2 separate regions of the Sus scrofa genome follow, and region 2 is linked to region 1. The links are chromatin contacts, called in public HiChIP or PLAC-seq maps. All regions are on one chromosome and are shown on one strand. The core of a region is the stretch at or near the end of the contact, and the rest is flanking DNA. Distances in the headings are between cores, read along the strand shown. Region 1 holds the start of ZBTB20 (zinc finger and BTB domain-containing protein 20). Region 2 overlaps ZBTB20 (zinc finger and BTB domain-containing protein 20).

Evidence for each region. HiChIP or PLAC-seq counts read pairs in DNA pulled down with a chosen protein or histone mark.
Region 2: an H3K27ac HiChIP or PLAC-seq map of skeletal muscle shows a contact between it and region 1. The contact joins the enhancer-like site here to the promoter of ZBTB20 in region 1. A contact is called at or near these places in 2 of 5 promoter capture datasets (fetal liver and liver), 18 of 47 Hi-C or Micro-C datasets (brain, embryonic fibroblasts, epiblast stem cells and 8 more) and 2 of 2 datasets of contacts at active chromatin or transcription factors (alveolar macrophages and skeletal muscle).

The regions. Positions count from the first base shown.
Region 1 is chr13:144,853,219-144,859,193 of Sscrofa11.1, forward strand. It overlaps ZBTB20 (zinc finger and BTB domain-containing protein 20), which reads left to right and starts at 2,603. Exons shown (of 10, transcript XM_021071270.1): 1 at 2,603-2,798; 2 at 4,775-4,869.
Region 2 is chr13:144,901,007-144,906,981 of Sscrofa11.1, forward strand. All of the region lies in intron 2 of ZBTB20 (zinc finger and BTB domain-containing protein 20), which reads left to right. Among named protein-coding and RNA genes, the nearest start is that of ZBTB20, 48 kb to the left of the region's middle. Within about 2 kb of position 2,600, at least 52 of the 83 cell types and tissues checked have an H3K27ac peak or open chromatin away from gene starts, as enhancers often do. A contact at or near this core is called in alveolar macrophages, brain, fetal liver and 5 more, where this site is marked.

The sequences.
Region 1 (5,975 bases), core at 1,353-3,852:
GAAGTGAGGGGATACGGTCTGGCTAGAAAGCTACAGGCTCACTGGGAAGAGGCAAGAGAAGACAGGGTTTGACTCTGCCAAAGTGACTGAAGCTTGAGGGGCAAAATTTCAGAGGAAGGAGTGACAGAAGTCTGAAACTCTACATTTGATTTCTCTTTATGATTTTATAAGCTGTAAATGAACACCAGTGGATCATATACACTGATCACTAATATTCAATTAGAGTATTTTACATTGCTTTCCTAATGCCTCATCTTTATAACCCTATTAGCTCTCATGTACAGATATTGAACAATAGCTTTAAAGACTTGCTGCAAAGAATGAGCTTTATAAAGTACTTGGAGGGTGTGGCCATTGTACTTCAGAAAAGTTGTGGAATTAAACTATTTAAACACCTTTGTTAAATTTTACTGAATTTTCACATGTGAAGCTAGTTATTTTGTATGGAATACTTACTACAGTCACTACATCACTTTTTTTGCTAAGATTTATACATAAATCCTAAAATGTTTTGGCTTCCAGACTCAACAGAAATTTGTACATTTTACTGGTCTTCAAATTTGACATCTGATGCAATAATTTTGTGGATCTAAAACTCTTATACATATACTCCTCAAAAGATAGATGTAATGGTATTTATGAGGTCAAGGCTTTACACATTTTTTTTTTTTTCACTAGGGCCAATTTATTTTGCTTAGGTTCTGCTAAAGACCACTAATTAAAGCCAGGCATCTGTACACTTCCTTACAAAAGCTGGGTTTAGCAAGAATCCTCCCTCCCCAATCATCCTAGATTCCATCATCCCCAAGGTAATGTCTGATCACCCTGATCTGTCTTCAGCAAGAATCCTACTAGGTTGGTTTAGCCAAAATTTCCTCTTACCTCTAATATTTCCTCTTATCAATTTTCCTTCTACTGACCCTCACCTTGTTTCTTAGCTAAAGTTCCCACTTACCCCCTCTAAACATGAGGGTGAGCCCAATCTACCTGTTCTGCAAAATCTAAATGCAAAGATCCTAGCCATAGCTATCTCAATGGTCCTGAATAAAGTCTGCCTAACTATCTTTAACAAGTATCATGAATTTTTTCTTTAAGGCAGGCTGGATGTCCCAAGGAAGCCTAAGATAAAATTCAGAGGACTTGAGTTTATTGGAAATAACACATCAAAAGCATGTCCCATAAAAAAAATTATTTTCACATTGCAAATATATTTTTGTACATATGGCATTCTTAATGAAGTCTCTTATTTTGTGATAAATTATTTCTGAATTCCCTAATTATGGCAATTTTTTATTCTGCAGATTTATTTATTTATTTATTTTTTCATTTAGTCCTTTTTAGGAATCTTTCCTGAGCTTCCTGCCGGCTTTAAGCTTCATTCTTTTTTTTTTTTTTTTTTTTTCCCCCTAATGCCTGGGTACTGGACCAACTCTTGGTAAGAATATGTCTCTGGGAAGTGCTATGTTGAGTGACAAATGGATGAGGATGAAGGTTTTACTGAAGCATCTGACCCGCATTTAATTTTCCGTGTTGCTTTATTTGTTCCTTCGGTTTACCCCTCAGGATATTCAATTTTGTAGGCTCCGGTTGGGTCGTAGGTACTTCAGGCGTTTAGTAATCTGCTTTTCCCGCTAGAATAATATCCTCATTTATATTAAGGGCAGCTTACTCCAAACTGTTTTACATAGTATTTTTCTAAACCTCCTGAACGAACACATTTTCCCATTGAGCACTGGCACTGCTTCAGCGGCCTCTGGTGACCTCCCGGCTTGGCAACCTGCACCCCACTCCTCAGGAATCAAGCCTGACCCAGCGTGGCCTTGAGCGCCGCCGCCTCGGCAGACCCTCTCTCCCGTTTTCTCTCACACCGCCCCTCATCCATATTTCTCCTGCCGCCTCAGCTGTCGGCGACAGAGACACCCCGCTTCTCGCCTCCCGTGGCTACCCCCCCGCCAGCCTGCCGCGCCAGACAGCGGGTAACCGCCGCCTCCGCTGGGGCATCCCGGCTCCATAGGCCTAGAGCGCTCCAGACACCTGCCTCTCACTGGCCAACGCCGCTGCCCCTCACGCGGCAGCCCCCTCGGCAATTGGCCCCCGGCCGTCCCTCGTCATCTTCGTCCTCGTCTCGAGTCCCGCCTCCGTCGCCGGGTCATTTAAGTTTATCACAAATAAATAAATAAAGGAGGAAATAGAAATGCGTAGAAAGTAAAAGCAGGCGGGAGGGGGCAGGGGCGTGGAGAAAAAAAGGAGGATCGGAGGAGTAGACAACCACACTTGATCGTGTTTGTGTTGACCAATCATGGCTCACTCCAGTCCGGTCTGACGGGCTCTCTCAACCAATAGAATCCCATCTCTCGGATCACTGAACAACGAGATATGACTGACCTCTCCAGAGTGGGCGAATGTGCGGCAGAGGTGGGGGGGAAGTGGGAAGATTGCTGACCAATTGCCTGTTAACAGTTCTCTGAGCGAAGTTTCCGTGCCCCAATGGGTGTCTGAGATAGCGGATTGGGCCTTTTCTAGTCCAATCGAAGGTGGTAGAGATGAGGGAAGAGGCAATGGGGGCGGGGACAGGTGAGGGGAGGAGGAAGAGTGTATTTTGTTTATGGGCGGCAACTTCACGAGGGGCGTCCCATTCTTATTGGCTCACTGAAGCCAAGAGTGGCATTAGGGAAACCGAATAGTAGGAAAAGATAGAGGGTTCGCGGCGTGAGGCGGCCAATGTGGGCTTTTTGCCGAAGAAGTAGGGGCGGGGGAAGTTTAGGAGTTGAGGAAAGAAGATTAAAGAGCGCGAGGAGGTAACGCCAAAAACTCTAATTTGTTGTGGGGCTGGCGGGCGGGAGGGAGGGGTGTGTGCATGCCGTGGGGGACCAGGCGTCTGCGAGGCGCTAGGAGTTGGGGGTGGCGGGACGGGAAAGGAGGGGCGCGGGGTGGGGTTGGGGGAGCGAGTTAGAGTGGCGAGCTCGCGGGCCGTTGGCGGGCCAAGCGAACGCCCCCTCCCCCAGGCGTCCCCCCTCCGCGCCCCCTTCCCCCGGGCGCCCCTCCTCGCTCCAAGCGGCTGCGGCGGCCTCGCCCGACCAGGCGCGGAGGGAGGGAGCGCGGGAGGGTCCGGGGTCCTAGGGCGGGCGGGGCGTCCCGCAGCTGGAAACGTGTCTTCTGCCTTCTTCTCTCTACTCCCCGCGCCTGGAGCTGCCGCTTCCAAGAAGAGGAGCTGAGGGGGACTAGCCGGGGCTCAGGAGCTGCTAGAGGCGCCCGCTTGTCTTCCGTCCCCTCCCTCCTCGCCCTTCCCCACTTGCCGTGGCTCTGGCGGTCTCTGGAGCGTCTTCAGAGAACTGGGGGGCGGGAGGGGTCCTGGCCCCAGAGCCGCTGGACGCCCCTCAAGACGCGGGAGCTACCGGCCGCCGCCTGCTTCGCTGCTGCGACTGTAGAGGAGGGGGCTTGGGAAGGGAAGACACACCTTTCCTTCTTTCTCTCTTCCTTTGGGCCCCTTTGGAAATATTAAAATATGTTTGCTCTTTTTCATAGCTGAGATAAAATGGTTGGATGCTTTTTGAAAGTTTAAAAGAAACGCACTCTCTTTTACATTGTTTAATGCATTTCTGTCCGGGTGGCGTTCTGGTCACCTCCCACCACCCGCCTCATGCCCCGCCCCTCCCGAAGCTGTTATCCTTTTTAAGGATGCTGAAGAGGCAGGAGGAAGGGATTTTCTAAAAGTTATATTGATAAACACACTTGCACAAACATATGCTAGGCACACACATAAACTATAAACATTAGCGAAAAACACAATATGGCGTACAGCTACGCTACCTAGCACGGTAATCCGCTGATCTCTTAACGCTGAACCCAGTTGAATGGGGTCAGTAGCAGGGTGACAGTTTTCCAATAAAAATTTGAATGAACCAGGAAGTAATTAAAGCCTGTTCGTTAAGTACTGGCCTCAAAAATCACCATTGGCCCAAGCAAAGTTAAACTTGTTAATCTTCTAGACACGTGAAAATTGTATTAACTACTTCTTACCCTTAAGAAAAGCCAAAATGTCGCTAAAGTGCAGTTTTCTCACTGCGTGGTCATGTGTAAATTTCAGCTAAGGAAATTAGCAGAGACCACTCATTCTCCCAATATTTTCAAACAAGTTCTGTTCTAAAGTTAGCTGTTCTTGTTGCCACTGAAAGTTTTAAACCATGAATAATAGGACCACTTTGTAAATTCTCAAGCTTTACACATTAATCAGTTATCATCAACAGTTTCATAAATGATTTATTTTCTTATCTGTTGCTCCTAATCCCATGTACTCTGCTGTCATTTGGGAATTGTTATAGTCTTCCACCCTGCTACACCCCAACCCCACATTTGACAAGTACAATTTTGGCTATCTGTATTTCTGTTTTTTGATTAGGCAGTTCTGTATTTCTAGGAAAAGTTCAATTTTTTTAATGCCCTTGTTTGCTCTTGTTATTCTTAATCAGAATATATCTAGTTGAGGCACAGATAGTGTGTGGTGATACCACTTACTGTGCCCTCTTCAGAGTAGTCTCTCAAGAAAGTTTTTGAAATTGTCCTTGAAGAATTGCTTTGTTACTCATTGTTAAGTGCTCAAGTATTCTTAACACTGGGGATGTGATTTCCTTTGAGCTCAATTTTGGAGGGCTTTAGGCCTCAGAATACATGATGCTCAAATAAAAGGTGAGATGAATAAAAGTGAGTTTTCTAGAAATATAATAACCTGCTCAGTCAATCTAGCAGTTGGGTATTTTTGGTTTTGTGATTTCAGATCTCACAGACCAGTGGAATAAAGGCCTTTTGCATATGAGGATCAGGTGACAAGTTAACTGGCTACCAACCTCCAAAGCAATTCGCCCTTTCATGGTGAGGTCCCAATTTTAACAGACTAAAGAAAGAGGTTTAAGACTAAAAATGTCAAGTTATATCCATTTTTAGGAAGAAGTCTTTATGCTTACCTGCCTTAAGATGCCAGCATTTTAAGATTACTTCTATACCAGGAAAATACAGATATAGTTCATGTGTACACTGATAATGACTAGCTCCTGAAAGGCAGTATGAGTTTAAATGGAGTACTAGAGGAAAGAACAGCTTACATGTGAGGGTTACAATTTTGTGTATATTTGGGGAGAGCGGGGGGCAGGTGTTCAGAACTACTAGTTGATGTGATATTAGTTTCTTAAGAGGTTAAGTTGGAAAGTTTTTGAGACCCACAAATATCCAACTACTCTTGTTGTCAAATTAATATGAATTTGACTACTTGATATAGGAATAAAATTTTAAGGAGAAAGCCATTTTTAATGAAATACCTTTTATCTCAGTAGTCAATCTTTAGAAGACTTTCTGACCAAACTGGAATTCCTAGAAAAAAAGGAAAAATAGGACTAAACTGAAAAATAAGATCGTTTTAGAAGAGCATACAACTAAGTCTCTGTAAAGTTTCCAAAATATATAAATAAATTGCAAATTATTTGAATTATTTTAGAATAAAGAGTAAGGAAAGATTATTCAAAACATTTGGTATGTAGAGTGAAACTTGATGGGCACTCATTTATTTGAATTTTTTTCTTTTGAAATGGATATTTAAATTCATCGACTTTTTCTAGACACTGGGATGTCACAATGAACAGGGATAAAATTACCTGCTCCTGTGGGTGAGGGGTGGGGTTTGTATACTAATGTCACATAAACTTTGTGTACTTTAGATTACTAGAAAATATTTTTGGATGAAACCATAAAACCTCTTTTAGCATTTTGGGGAATATGATTTGAAAACTCTTACAGTCTTGTGAGGGGTAGGGAGGTATTTACCAGTTACCGATGATAGATAAAAGAGCTTACTTTATTTCTTATTTGTACCCTTTGTTATTGCATGAAACATTATTCAAACATTTCAGTAGGTCTTTTTAACGGATAGAGGTTTTATTTTTTTCATAATTTTAAGCATGACTTTGAAATAAATAAAATGTTAT
Region 2 (5,975 bases), core at 1,350-3,849, 48 kb after region 1:
GTACTAAAACCAGTTTTTAACTCCCACTTTAGGATTTTTCTACAGGATGAAATTGCTCCATGGCATGTCAACATATTAAGCAATATAATAACTTTATAACTTCAGAGTCTGATGGTCAATTAGGTTTACTGTTTCACATGGTGTTATGGTTAACTTACAATACATAGGTTTTGAATCCCATCAGGGAAAGGATTTCTCAAACTCTAGAAAGTACTAAGAATGTATCATTTATTGTGCTTGGAATATAGTAAAATGTGCAGATATGGAGAAAGTGGTGAGTTGTGCATTTTTCACTAAGACAAAATATCTGTTTTTCTTTTTTAAAATTCAACTAGCTAGGTATTCTTTAGAAAAGGTGAATAGCCTTCATGGTCCTTTACACTCCTTTTAACTCCTGCTGGTAGAAATCAAATACTGTCTTCTTATTCCCCTTGGGTTAAAACAAACTAAACAAAACAAAAATACCTAGAACCCTGGTTTTAAAAGTCAGGACATACTAATATCTAATTTGAGTCAGTCTGTCAAATTGTATGGCTTGTGTGCTTTTTTAAGTGGCATTTTTCTTCATACATTTGAACAAAGCTTCAGAGAAACAGTAGGGCAATAGTAGAAAATCAGAATTGCTAGGCTGATCAGGAGGGGGCAAGATGCATGCTGGTACTTTAGGCACACTAAGGGAGTCTTAGAAAGGATTTTCTCAAGACATGTGACCAAAAGTAGGGGTCTGTTACATTCCCTTTCCTGTGTGTCTGTGCCGTCTTTATTAAGCAACTACCCTTGAGAGGAGTACAACACTTGCGGTACCAGAGAATTAGAATTTGTGGCTTACAGTGAGAATGGAGTGTCTGGACTCTTGGTTTCTTGCTATAATTTTCCCAGGACAGTTTGAGTATGTGTGGCCAGACATCACCTTCTAATTCCTATGCTATGGATTATTTACCCTTAAAAATAGCTAAAACGATACTGATTTCTGTTCTGAACATGACCCAAGATTTAATTGACATTCTAAAAGGTTTTTGTGAATCAGGTGAAGATGTAGTTAATCTACAAGTTGTATATTAAAGACATTAAGTTATTTTATTAACTGAAAACTGACTTTCAAATGAAGGAATTGATGCTCATAGTTAAGCAGCTTTGCTTATACGAAGAACACATCCTAATTTTTGAAGCATGGTAAAACACTAAACCATATAAAAAGGATGATTTTACAATTAATATACTTAATTATTGGTCCCCAAATGCAGGGTTTGAATTAGTCAGAATCAATCACATTTTTCATTTTTATGTAATTTTATTTAGAATATTTAACCTCTATTATAATGTTTCTAAATCCCCTCTAAAGGACATACAGCTCAAACTGTATAGAGATATTTTAAGAAAGGTGACTGTCTGGGTAGACATGAAGAGTCTAGTTTTAAAAAACTGGGGGACAAGGAGAAGGGCTGGAAACTAGTTCTGTTTTCTGATCTTTATAATTCTATAGCTGTAAATATATCACTATGGGAGAAAAGGCACCTGGGAGTGGGGAAGGGGGTAAGGAAACGTGATGGTGTGAAGAATGCAATATCAGCATTACTTTGGTTCTGGCATGTAGAAAAAAAAAAATGATTAGAGGCATCAGACAAAGAAAAACAGTTTTTTTTTTTTTCTTTTAGGGAAGCTTTATTTAGAAGCATTGATTATTTTTATTTTTTCCTCCTAATAAAAGAATGAGGAGTTTCTGCTATGGTTTCAGATCCATATTCTTTGAAATCTTGTGATGGAAGGTCTTTACGAGATTTATTTCTGTTGTAACACTGTGTACTATATGCATTGCACCTGTTCACACAGAGCACGTTGCATTGTAATGTTTGTACAGATAGATGCTTCAAATAAGAAACCAATCTGCTTTCTTCTAGAGTACCAATCTATTAGTTACTTAATTAAACTTAATTCCGTTTTTGTGTGCAGTTTCGCTTATGGTCTTGATTTATTTACTGAGCAATGATTTCTTCTCTGCAATTATCAGTTTGTCTGAGATCAGTTTTCCTATTGTATGGAGTCTGTTTCTTTCAGAGCCTCCTTTAAGACTGCTCTGACTTCAAAATCATTACTAGGCTTTTGTCAGAGCAGATTTGTTGACACTCTTTTCACATTAAAAAAAATTTTAAAGATTGCACAAATAAGCTGTGTATTTCACTATTTCCTGCTAATATGCAAAAAATGTATTTATGATAATTACATGTACTGTGTGCCAGAACTGAAACAATACATTCCTCATAATGGAGCATAAATAAAGAAGGTGGAGCCAGCTGCTCTTAAACTGTTTATTTGCAAGCAGTAATGATATAGAGAATATACCTTTTTTCACTCTGTTAGTCTGGCAATACTGAACCTGTTGCTGCATTAGACGAGTTGCATTTTGCTGGATAGGGGAAGGAGGGCTGTCTGCTGTCTGGTAGGAGGGCTTTGTCTGTGCCTTTCTCTCTCTGTTTCTTTCTGTTTTTCTTTCTCTCTGTCTCCTCTTCTCTCTCACTCGCTTGCTTGCTCTGTCTCTGTCTCTCTCTCCCTCTCTGCCCCCCCTCTCCCTCCCTCTCTCTTGCTCTCTCTCTCTCTTCCCGTCTCTGTGGTTTGTAAGGTAGGTTGCAGTGTGTGTATATACACAACATCAAGAGCAGGAAAATGGACTCATTAGGGAGGCAGGCAGTCATTACCACTCACACTGTACTTCCAGGGAGACACCGATTATGAGAAGAGAAACTCAGCGCTGGGGAAGAAGGTAGGGCAGACAACTTTCATAAAAAAAAAAATCCTGCTCCCTCAATCCCCCCTCTACCTATCATCTCCTTTAGCCCCAAATGCTTTTATTCTTTCTACCTTGAATTTTAATTTCCAGATTTAAGTTTGACATAGCTATTGCTAGCTTAAATTTGGAACATCTATAGGAGGCCTATCCTCTACTAATTTTTTTCCTACTTATTTAAGGGTGTGCCCTTGTGATTTAGTTTAATTACTTTAAAAATAATTACAAACAAACCTATTTTTCTCACTAAAGTGCCAAATAAATCAGAATCTTTCACTCTTTTATAACAGACCCCTCCGTATGTTTGTTAGTCTCTTTGCTTTTCTTGTCTATGCAATTCCATCTGTCTGTCTATATATCATGTTGTCCTTATTTATTGCTAACTGGTTTTGTTAGTTATGTGCCAATGAGTTTTAGCTGCAGTGACAGTGTGTGGGTATTACTAAAGTGAGACTCTTGTTCTTTGTTTTACATTGAAGTTTAAAGTCCATATGTACAGTTTAAATCCTTGAAGCAGGTTGAATACTTTTTGCCAGTGTATTTATTTGGTGGCATTGGCCATAAGGTGAGGGGTTGTCCACTCAGGGTGGGTAAAAATCTAGTAATTATTTTTATTATTACACACTCTTCTATATTACATCTAGGGGTGTGTTTTGAAAGGAATAAGGTACTCAGTTTTGTAACTTTTATTTTGCAGATGGACTTTTACATTTATAGGGATATCACTGGTTAGTAAGAATGCAAACTTTCTTAACAAGCAGTTTTTATCCTAGGACAGTTTCCTTTTAGTCTGTTACTGTTTATTTATGCTTGGGGAGGGAGGAGTAGGGGGCTGGCCATCTTTTTACAAAGTGGAAGCTATGAAGTGTATCAGGCCATCTTGTGCAACAACTGTAAGTATTCATTTAACATTTCGGCGACTATAAATAAGGTATTTGTTATTTCAAACATAGTTTTGAGGTGCTTTCTTTTTCCTTTATTATTTACTTTTCTTTTTTATGTTGGGAAAAGTTGTATTCACAACTAGCTGACATTGTTGAAGAGTTTTCCCAGAACAGTGCTCTTCAAAATTCAAAGTAGTTAAATAGGTCCATTTGAAATGGTCTCCTAATGGAGTTTTATTTAGATTTGTCTGAAAGTAAAACTGCTATTCATTTGATAAAAATTAAGTCAGGTGGTAAGATATGCAAATGTTTTCAGCATGCACATTGGCAATGATAGAAAATGGATGCTAATCTATAGAGATCTTTGATAATAACAATCACCTTTTTCATAATAAATTATTTATTTACTAGAAGTGGCAGACTTTTTTTTTTTCCTTCTTCTTCTTCTTCTTTTTTTTTTTTAATTCCATTAGGCCTCTCTGACAACACAAAGAAGTCCATAAAGCAATATTCTTAACCCACCTGGGACGCTAGAGCAGATTCCCAAACACATTCTCAAGGTTCAAACATAGCAAAATGTTTATTAAAAATCCATTATTCCAAGAGGGTGGTGAACTTTTGCTAAGTCTTTTTTTCTCTTTCTTTTAAAAAATTTATTCAGAGACTTTTAATTTGCTTATGTTGCCTAAACTGTCTTTTAAGCTGGAAGGCCAGCTTTGACCAAGAGTAGTACAAATGCTGAGTACAGTCAGGTCCAATCAGGGGACTTTGAGGGTAGTCTATTGAAAGTCTGTGTTAATATGGTATGCGATATATGTGTGATTTTCCTCCATTTCAGACTCCTGCCCCCAAAATTTGTTTTAAAACTAATATATCAAAAGTGTGCATGTCTCACGCACCTGTCATTTTCTATATCAACATTGTGAGACCTGCCTAAATTCTACTCTTTTTTTCAAAGGAAATCTTTAATGTGTTTCTTGTCTAGCAATTCTCTTTTTCTGTACAAATGTATATGAGGAGATACATGTGTGCATATATGTACATTTATGTACATAGTCTTATACAGGTATGGATAAAGAAATCAGATTCTTTGCAGACATGACATCTTAAAATTTCATATTAAGCATATTTATGTTAATTAGAAGCAAACAAAAAACAAAGAGGTTTTTAAGGGAAGATAAGAATTTCTTTTTACCTTCTAGAAAGAATAAAAGAGTAAATAAACATTTAGTCATTTTTATGGTTGGCTTGATTTTTAGAATGTGTGTATGTTTTCTTTTGCATTATAATTCTTAGCCTTCAGTAGATCTAAAATATTTTTAGTATGAAAAAATAATCTTAGCCTTTTCTGGGAGGGACTGTCACAATCAAAATACAGCAGGATATTATAAAATGTGCATAAGTAAACTTAAAACCAGTGTACTCTACTATATAGGGATTTGGAAACCTGAAAGGCTTGCGTCACAGGAGGGCTATAGAGTGCCGGAAGAATTCATTAACCAGCCTTGCTGGTTATGGTGGGCTTTTCCTTTCAGCACATGAAATCTGCCTGTTGAAAGCCCTGAAGTCTTGGTCAGGTCACAGTGTGTTTCGTTTTAATGTTGGAGCAGACAGTTATCTAACACACCCACATGAGGAAGTGCTCTAAAGCAGTTATTTCATGCTTCGCCATGCCCTGTAGCTAAAACAATTTGGTACTGAGTGACGTGTGTGCTTTTTAACTCTTATTCGATGAAAATCAGCTTTGGCTCCTTGAAAAGGACCAAAACGGTGGAATGCAAGACAGTGTGATTCAAATGCTAAGCACATGCTGATTTAAACTTCTTTTCTTTAACGTAAGGGAAGAAACACTGTGGTTATTTTTAATATAAAGATTATATAGCAATTTCTTAGATTTTATTAAGATTTCAAAACTTTTGAGTACTTTCCTTCTTCACATTTTTCTCCTGAAGCCTACATTCATCAAAAGGATAGCAGCTGCATTCGTCCCCCTGAAATGTGAACAAATAAATGATATTCCTGCTTATTTATCTATTTTTGAATTTTAATGATTAGTCCTTGTGCTAATTAACAAATTCCTATATTCATAAAATCTGGCACTTCATAAATATCCAATTGTGTGATTATTTACACATGTTCTGGCTTTCTATAAATATTAAAATTATCAGGAATGTGTTCATAAAACTTTCCCAAGCTTGAGTAGTAGCTAGTCTGCTGCCATTTAAGAAGTCGAGTTCCTACCAGGGCAAATGCTTTTCCCTAGAGTCTGGCAAAGTGTGTGGAAGCAGCATCTGGCTGATAGCGCCTAC